Regions from separate parts of the Zea mays genome. Here all the other regions are linked to region 3. Evidence: chromatin contacts called from public Hi-C data. All regions are on one chromosome and are shown on one strand. The core of a region is the stretch at or near the end of the contact, and the rest is flanking DNA. Distances in the headings are between cores, read along the strand shown. Region 1 holds the start of LOC100283106 (ubiquitin-conjugating enzyme E2 7). Region 2 holds the start of LOC103651028 (heat shock 70 kDa protein-like). Region 3 holds the start of LOC100280707 (osmotin-like protein).

Region 1 (3,266 bases), core at 462-2,961, 180 kb after region 3:
CAAAACAACAAAGAAACAACATAATAATTTTTGCAATGATAGAAGGATGGGTGATAGGTACATAGTAGTGGTAGAAGCATACCGAGTCGACACCATGATAAGAAAAATGCCATGTAGATAGGCGATGCCGAGCCATCGAACGAGTACCATAGGCATCAAATCAGCCCCCCATCGAGCAGGAAGGGAAGGGAAGATGCGAGCATACCTATTCGTTGCCGGAGAAGAACACGACGAAGAACTAGGCATCTGGAGGCGACATATGTAGTATACCGCTAGATACATATAGGGAGAGAGCACACAAGCGGAGAAAGAAGCCCATCCGGAGCAGCTCGAAACCGAGAGGCTCCCGCACCAGGCGTCAGTCCGAGAAGGGCGAGAGGATGCGAGTGCCTTCCCAGCCCTAAAACCGCCGAGGCAACACAACAACACCACCAACTCCGTAGCATATGTCGACTGCTGCTGCGCTACGGGTTTTGGTTGTCCAATATCTCAGACCTGGACTCCTCACCGCTAAGATAACCTAAGCGTGGTAGGCGCCACCGTGTCCTCCTTGGCGGCATGTATGGGAAAAAAGGCTAGGAGCAAGATCGACTCGCCTGTACCCGCGTCGATAAGCGTCGGTTGGCTCGTGGCTGCGACCGTGGGCGGGGGCAGCAGGTTGGTGAGGAAGAACAGGGCGAGGACCGAGAAAACGAACGGGACGTCCGACGACAGCGAAAACGATGGTACACACATGCTGTGAAACGTCCTCGTGGACGTGTAATAGCCACTGCGAAGGTCGGTGTCGGGGCTGATGTAGGACGAATATGGGGAGGAGGCGCCTGCTCTCACGCCCTCTGCCGAGAATGAAGTGGCGCGGAGGCGGATACATGAGGGGAGAGAGAAAATAAATAGAATGTCGGACGAGATGGCGACAACTGAGATGAATATCATTATTATCGTGCGGAGGTATAGATGGACGAATGGGTCGTGTCTGGCGGGCCGGCCTGGGGCACGACCTATTTAATAGTGTCTGGGCCAGCCCGACATGAGCGACGTAACGTGCTTGGGCCGTTGCCTCGACTCGTAGTGCTGGCCCGGCCCGACACGATTATATATTTTTATTTTACAAAAAATCGTATATACATATGTATAATTTATATTTAATATTAAAAACATCTTAGCATAATGTTCTACTAGTTAGATGGCTTCACCTAGTGTCTTCCCTTCTCCCATCACGACGTGGATTTAAACCTCACCTCTTGGATCATTTTTATATTTTACGCCGATTTAACCAAACGGACCGACGAACTAACGGGCCGGCTCGACACGGTCAACAGACCGATGTACTGGAGCTGCGGCTCGCGTGCGTCGGGCCTAGCGGGCCTATGGCGGGCCGCCTGTTTACTATGCGGAGGTGTAGTTTGGAACGTGGATGTTGGTTACACGGAGAGGACAGACTTGTAGCGGGTTAATTTAAAATAGATGTGAGAGATTATTTATAAATAGTTGAAGAAAAATGACGGTTGAAACTGATACTTTATTATAGCAGGGATAGAGATATAGATACCGAAAATGAAAACAATGTATGTAGATAAACTTTGGTTAATATGCTCAAATCGATCTTATCATTCGGGAGCGGTGCATTAGCAGGCAAAGGCACCCTACCAGAGTACCAGTCAACAGCCACCGTTTCGATCTTCGCCACACCGCTCGGCGCTCGCCTCCGCCTGATTCCCATCTTTCCCGAGCTCCACACCTCACGTCTATAAATAAGGCGCCCGCGGTGCCCATCAATTCGCGTCACCGCGTCCCGAGAGCGCGATTCATTCCGCGCGACGCAAAACCCTAGCCCATCCACCGATCCTTGTCATGGCGGCCACCACCAGCCAGGCGAGCCTCCTCCTGCAGAAGCAGCTCAGAGGTGCGGCCCGCCGGAGTTCCCGTGCATCTGTTTCCGCTCGATTTTTTTCCTTTTTGCGGATTATTTGGCTGACTGACTTTGGGTTGGTTTGTGGTATGGTGATTGACGCAGATCTCGCCAAGCACCCGGTGGATGGGTTCTCGGCTGGGCTGGTCGACGATAGTAACGTATTCGAGTGGCAGGTCACCATCATCGGCCCGCCCGATACCCTATAGTGAGTTGGATCCCACCACTTCACGCGTTCTTCCGTGCCTTGTCGAAATGAATTGCTTGTTTGTTGTGTCTGTGCCATGTCCTATGGACTATGATGGTGTTTGTGTGTTATTGTGGACCGAAAGCAGCGTTTGAAAATCTTACTATACGGGATTGATTTCTAGTGGAGGCTAGTGCGGGGCGGAATTTTCTTTGCTTGTTGATTCTTGATTGTTGTAGCGGGTAGGTACTCCTAGTAGTATATCAACTTGGCAACACGTCAGGTGCCTAGTTCCATCGAGTTTGTTTGGTTCTAGGTGCGTTGGCTGCTCTGTTAATCCGCTAATAGTGCTGTTTTTAGGAATATGTTCATAACTATATCAATGTTTAGAATCGGGATCTTCAAGTGCTTATCAGGGCCTAGGGAATTGTTAATCTGAGTTCAGCGATTAACTGTGTATACTGTGAATGGGATTTATATTGAAAGATTGGGTAAGATAGGCACCATAGGTATGCTGCTGGTGACTGTCTCAAATCTCGTAGTTGTTTAGAATAGGTTCTGCATCATCATGTTATGAAATGAGACTGTATGTATGTTTTGGAGTTTGTAGCAGATAGTTGCGACAATTTCTCGTTTCTATAATGTAATATAGAAAGAATTTGTGCTACTTGGCCCAAGTAGAGTCACCTTAATTTTGTCAACCTGATTGGTGCATGGGCAGAATTTTAATAGCAGACACTGCCTTTCTCGGCAGGTTTGGAATTTGATTGTAGGTAGAGATGAAATACATGCATCCTAATGCCCATGTGAATTCTTGTACTGCTTATTACTGAAATACATTGTGAATTAGAATGGTCACTGTATGCTGTAATTATGCATTCTAATTTTTTTTGGAGTACGCATACCCCAACTTGCTTGGGACTAAAAGGCTATGTTGATGATGATGATACGAAAACAACATTGGGGGTCACTGATAATCTGATACTGATAAATTTGAAAGAACACTAGTTCGGGTACATGAGTTCACTGTATATGATTTGTAAATGCCCGCTGTGTTTGATAACTGTTATCTTATTCATAAAGATGGGTTGGTTTGTATTGAGAGAGCATGTAGCAGTGTAGCACACTAGGAACTCAGGAAGTCACTTGAATAGCCTGCCACTAGCTGAA
Region 2 (3,267 bases), core at 166-2,665, 160 kb before region 3:
GATATTTAAACAAACTGAGTCATTTTCTTTAAATTTAAATTTGTAACGAAAAAATTTGCCACCAATAGGTCTGATAATCCTGTTTATCGCCAACCTCCCATACAATATTGATAAAATGAACCCTGATGCCAATACGTTATCAGTTGGCACATACTAAAAGAAGGCAAGCAGAGCAAAAAGGAAACTCTTTCTTCTTTATTTTATCACAAAAAATGAGCAGGGCAATGCATCAAAATACTATCAGATACTTATTATCACAACAAATGAGCAGCGCAATGCATCAAATGCTGTCAGTTATATTTCTTCGGACAACAAGAATTTACAACAAGGGCACACTTAGTTTTGCAACAGCCAACGAGCAGAGATAACCATCAAAATCATGTCAGTTATTAGATGTATTTATTCAGACAGTAACAATTTAATAGCAAACAAACACGAAGGAGAAATTAGGAGTATCTAATTTTGACACATAGTAAGCTACGCAGACTAACCAACTATACTATCCACCTATAGTATGCATCCCTATCGCGAATTTAACAGCAAACTTCTGAATAAGCGTCCTATAACAACAACAGGAGCATAAGTACCACTAAGACCAAATTATATTTACCAACAAGACCAAATTACACGCTGCTCATATTTTTTGAGTAGATTCCATCTTTGAGTACATGTTCCTTTGTCTGTTACTACAGAGCACGGTAATTATTCAGCATATAGAGAGCACGATTTCAGAATTTAAACTGTACATCCATTGATCCAACTTAAGCACTCGCGCATACTAGAGGCTCTAAGCATTGAGAGAAACATGGCAGTTCGCGCATACTAGAGGCTCTAAGCATTGAGAGAAACATGGCAGTGGCACCAGCAAGTCAGAGCTAGGAGTGAGCACGTACCGAAGACGGTGTTGGTGGGGTTCATGGCCACCTGGTTCTTGGCGGCGTCGCCGATGAGCCGCTCGGTGTCGGTGAAGGCGACATAGGACGGCGTGGTGCGGTTGCCCTGGTCGTTGGCGATGATCTCCACCCGGTCGTGCTGCCACACGCCGACGCACGAGTAGGTGGTGCCGAGATCGATCCCGATCGCCGGACCCTCGCCCTTCGCCATTGCCACCAGCTAGAGAATCGCTCTCCCGAACGAAAGAAGGAATCTAAAAGAAGTAGCAGAGCAACTCGAGATCTAGAGAAATGGAGGGAAATTGGATTGCGTGCTTTGCTTTTGCAATGATAGTTGAAGTTGAGGAAGGGAGGAGGCAGCGCGTGGGTTTTTATCGTGGTGTGGACGTGGTTTCGGGAACGTTCGAGCGCGGCGGAGACCTACCGTTGAATTCAGATCGGAGGGGCGTTCCGGAAGGGTCTGGATGGTGCGGTTCGGGAGACAGGCTAATAGCGGCGTGACAAGTGGGAACACGTTGGCCCCGGCTGGGGCGCCTCGGCGCGGACACCTGGGGCTGGGTAGAGATGTCCAAACGGGCCGCCTGGCCCGGTCCGCCAGGCACGATTAAAAAACCGGGCCGGGCCGGCTAAGCACGCGGGCTCAATTTCTTGTCTGAGCCCGGCCCGAACGGGCCTAAACGTGCCGGGTCGGCCCGTTTAGCACGAAAAAAGCGGGCCGAAAAGCGGGCTATGCGGGCCGAAAAACACGTTTTAGTGTAAAAAAAGCGGGCTTAACGGGCTTAGAGCTAAACGGGCCGTGCCGGGCTAGCCCACCGTGCCTAATTTCCTATCCGAGCCCGGCCCGCTTATTCGTGTCGGGCCGGCCCGGGCCCACATATAACCGGGCTGTGCCGGGCTCGCGGGCCTCGTGCTTATTGGACATCTATAGGCCTGGGAGCCGCTCCGGGCTTTGCCTCTTTGGGCGCGTGATAGAATTCCTGGTGGCTTCCAGGCTTCCACTGTGTTCTACTGTTCTAGGCGATGGCTCGACGCCAGAAAATTTATGACATAGTTTAAAATAAATTAGGCTTCCACAGTTAGACCTTGTTCGGTTATTCCCAATACACATGAATTGGATGAGATTGCAAAATTTTTTTAAGAAGTTTGACTTGTTTGGGATTAAAATCCATCCAATCTCACTTAATCCACATGGATTGAGAGCTAACGAACAAGCTCTTAGGCTTCCAGGCTTCCACAGTCAGACTTCCACTGTGGTCGAGATCTGGCGCCGATGGCGGAGAACGCCAGAAAATTTAGGTGTTATTAACGCAACAAAGACTAAAAATTTATGACATAGTTTAAAATAACTTGTAGCTATAAAATAAGTAATAGATGTTGAAAAATATCTTATTTAATAGTAATCTTGGTTACAATCTATTTACAACCAAATGCCATATAACGAATAAAATATGGGAAAAAAAGAAAAAAATGAGTTATCAATGGCAAATTGAAGTAAAAATTGTTGAACAAGTGAAATAAGAATATACCTTTAGTTGAGTCTAGTTGTAGGAGATCTGGACAATTGCATTTGTCTAGTTTTTTTTATTTTGAAATGTCTTCTTGATTTTCTGAAGGTCGAGTCATTTAAAAATTTCTCTTTCAATGTAGCACACCATCAAGTCATTTAACCAACCATCGGACATCTTGTTGCGCAACTTAGTCTTAATAATCTTCATAGCCGAGGAGACCCTTTCCACTGTTGCAGTCGCCACCGGTAGCAACAATGCTAACTCAATAAGTCGATATACCAGTGAAAACACAATATGCCTCTCAAGCTGAACCGTTGTCTTTGATAGACTAGCAAGATCACAACAAGTTTTGAACTCTTCAATTCTTTGTACATGAATAATAAAAGTTTTTAGCTAATCTCTTATAGTCTTGCAATCATCAAAAGAAAAATCATCATAATAAATATCCGCGAGCCGAGCAAGCTTATCCACATTAAACTTAGAGAACGAATCTCTTGGGTCAAGACAAGAAAAACACACAAGCAACTCTTGAGATAGCTCATTAAAGCGATGATCAAACTCTGTGGTGATAGAAGCGATGCTATTGCTAGGTGGCAGAGAGGCAACACAAGATGCAGTTCGAGGAAATGACTGAGAAGAAGAAATGAGCAATTGTTTTTGAACCGACCGATAAAGAAACTATGTTTTAGGGGACGCCGCTGAATCTGGCACTCATATCACTGATATCGGGGACCGAATTTAGGGAGACATTGCTAGAGATGATAAAAATATAGATGCTAGAATCTTTTAAAGTATGTTATAATGGACAGAGAATATTATTTTAAAGGATAAAATTTAGGCGACATTGTTATAGACAGTTGTAGAGA
Region 3 (3,047 bases), core at 540-3,039:
CTAACTAAATCGCGAGTGTCCACATCTCCTTGACACTCGGACTCCGTAGACCTTCACCTTTTGTTCCGTCGTTTTAGCCGTCGCTTCGAGTTCTTATCTCCGGGATTGTTTTCACCGTTGTAGTACTTCTACCTGTCATGCGACCTAACTTACCATTTGTCTCTGCAAAACACACGTTAGTCACATATAATATTACGTTGTCATTAATCACTAAAACCAACCAGGGGCCTAGATGCTTTCAACGATCCTATTTTTATGACAGATCCGAAAAATATGACAGCCGCATGCATGCGGTTTCTATTTTTATACAGATCCAAAAATTATGGTAAAATCATGGGAGTTTCCATTGCATGCGCGCAAATTACGAACCGTATAAATCAAGGAATTGTCTTTCCAATGTGCATGCAAAAAATATGCATGAAGTAAACTGATATACGAACTCCGTGTTTAAGCATAAAATTGTATAGTTTTTAGCGTAAATAATACATGTGGTAGGCATAAAACACAATAATCGAAAATAAAACATGAATCGAAGGAGGTAGTGGCTGGAGGACGTCATCGATGACACAAACACAAATGTAGGTCGCCACTCGGGCCGCCCAAACTGTGTCGGATCAGAGGATGTCACGCGCGATCATCGCTGGGCGCATCTCGCGTCTTCTGTGACGCCGCTCGCTCGAACCTCGCGCCTCATGCATCGCTGTCACTACTCGCACGTCGACGGGCGCCGCTTGCTCGCCGGCCTTGAAAGTGCCGCTTCCTCGGGGCCTCGGGGACGCCGCTGCTTGGCCGCAAAAGGGCCCCGCTGTCGCTCGCCCTCTAGATCGGGGAGCCGCCGCCACCGACCTGGGAACCGCCGCCACTACTCCGGATCGAGGAACCTCCGCCATCGCGCGTCGAGGTCATGGAGTTGCGGCCACCGGCTAGGGGTCCACCGCTGTGCACGCTCTGAGGCAATTACCGTCGTCGCACGCGACGTCACTAATGAATCGGGATGTAGCGTAAAAAACTAAACCCTAGCACTCCGGGTCCTGTTTTATAGACGTCCGGACCTGGTCCGGCTCGACCGGATTGCATTGTCTGACCTAGACTTTCTCTAGTTATTGGAAGCTTAGGGCTCTTAATATATAAACTATATATATATATATATAATATTTGCACTAAAAGTGAAAATTTATTTAATTCAGTGAGCTACAGAGAAATTTAACTCCTACGATTGCTAGCTATTACAGTAGCACCACGTGTTACAAGAAAAGGAAATGAAAGCGGATAAGATCAAATCTGTGAAATATGCATAATCAAATGGGACACTATGAAATAAAGGAACTGCATCAGCGTCGCACCCAGCCAGGCGACCTCTTTCGGACGCTCGGACCTCAAGAGTTTACCTGGACCTGTCGGGTGGGATCCCAGGGCATAAACCAAACGGGATGAAGGCAACCTCCGTGCCTTGAAACCAAGCATGGAATAGCCGTGACTGAATCAATCGCCAGATATTTTTTTCCCATGCGGACAAAGTGTTCGCGTACATCTTGAGTTCTGAATGGAATTATATCTTGTCGTTGTTATGTATTACTGCGGTGAAGAGCAAGGTCTCGACGGAAGATGAAGCGAGAGGTTTGTCCTTTGTTCACTGCATAAAAAATGCAAAGGGAGTCGACGCATCGAGACACGGACACGGCCGCACCAGTTCGCCAAAGCCTTCAGCCAAACAAAATTACAAAACCCACGACACCCACCCCACGTCCTATAAAACTAACCCACCTAAAACCACGGTCCACGACCCTCGCTTCACTTGTCACGGACTCGCGTCCACAAACCACAACCAGCTCACTCAAGAACAAAGAACCCAACCCATGGCTTCTCCCAAGCCGCTCCTCCTGCTCGCCACCTCGTTCCTGAGCTGCGGCCTCCTGGTGGCCGCCGACTACGCCCCAATGACCCTGACCGTGGTGAACAACTGCCCCTACCCGGTGTGGCCGGGCATCCAGGCCAACTCCGGGCACGACGTCCTGGAGGGCGGCGGCTTCTTCCTCCCGCCGCTCTCCCACAAGTCCTTCCCGGCGCCGGCCCACCCCTGGTCCGGCCGCATCTGGGCGCGCACGGGCTGCGCGGGCGCCGGCGCGCAGCTCCACTGCGCCACGGGCGACTGCGGCGGGCGGCTCCAGTGCGGCGGGCTCGGCGGCGCGGCGCCCGCGACGCTGGCGTAGGTGAACCTCCACCACGGCAACGACCAGACCTCGTACGGCGTGAGCGTGGTGGACGGCTTCAACGTGGGCCTGTCCGTGACCCCGCACGAGGGCCGCGGCAACTGCCCCGTCCTCGCCTGCCGCAAGAACCTCACCGAGACCTGCCCCGGCGAGCTGCAGCTGCGCTCCCCGGCCGGCAGCGTCCTCGCGTGCAAGAGCGGCTGCGAGGCCTTCCGCACCGACGAGCTGTGCTGCCGCAACATGTACAACAGCCCGCACACCTGCCGCGCCTCCAAGTACTCGGAGTTCTTCAAGCGAGAGTGCCCGCAGGCCTTCACCTACGCGCACGACAGCCCCTCGCTCACCCACGAGTGCGCCGCGCCGCGCGAGCTCAAGGTCATCTTCTGCCACTAGAGCTCGGAGGGCTGGGCTGGGCTGGGCGCGCCGCGCCCGCCCGTGCGCCGCCGCCGCCAACAAGTGTCGCTAGTAGAGGTAGTAGGATGCCTGGAATAGCTGTGGGCCTGTGGGCTGTGGCTGTGTTCCCGTCGTGTCTGTGGCGGTGTGGCCTGTGTAGGCTGTCTGTACTCTGTAGTATACTGGGTTGTTGGATGCATGCGTTCTGGCCGCAAGACTGATGTCATGCTGTTGCTGCTTACTACAGTTTGCAGTCTGAAATAAAAACTTGTTTGATGAGCACTGTAATGATCGTTCGCGTATGCTGAATCACTTGCTATATACTTCGATCGGTTACATTTGCGATGGAATTTCTAGATTAAACTAGAATCTAACATGAAATTGTGTCAAACTTCTAATAGAGACCAGTGCCGCCTTGTCCCTTTCGCGTTCCACTTTTTGGCA

What was found. A called contact is a pair of places that touch in the nucleus more often than the background predicts.
Region 1: a contact with region 3 is called in a Hi-C map of leaf, with 8 times the contacts expected there. The contact joins the promoter of LOC100283106 here to the promoter of LOC100280707 in region 3. A contact is called at or near these places in 3 of 25 Hi-C or Micro-C datasets (ear, leaf and tassel).
Region 2: a Hi-C map of leaf shows a contact between it and region 3, with 7 times the contacts expected there. The contact joins the promoter of LOC103651028 here to the promoter of LOC100280707 in region 3. A contact is called at or near these places in 3 of 25 Hi-C or Micro-C datasets (ear and leaf).

Annotation. Positions count from the first base shown.
Region 1 is chr3:186,543,012-186,546,277 of Zm-B73-REFERENCE-NAM-5.0, forward strand. It overlaps LOC100283106 (ubiquitin-conjugating enzyme E2 7), which reads left to right and starts at 1,712. Exons shown (of 6, transcript NM_001156008.1): 1 at 1,712-1,903; 2 at 2,015-2,117. The coding sequence starts at 1,852.
Region 2 is chr3:186,201,221-186,204,487 of Zm-B73-REFERENCE-NAM-5.0, forward strand. It overlaps LOC103651028 (heat shock 70 kDa protein-like), which reads right to left and starts at 1,416. Exons shown (of 2, transcript XM_008676621.2): 1 at 894-1,416. The coding sequence starts at 1,104.
Region 3 is chr3:186,363,891-186,366,937 of Zm-B73-REFERENCE-NAM-5.0, forward strand. LOC100280707 (osmotin-like protein) reads left to right here and starts at 1,790. Exons shown (of 1, transcript NM_001153626.2): 1 at 1,790-2,885. The coding sequence starts at 1,857. The coding sequence ends at 2,210.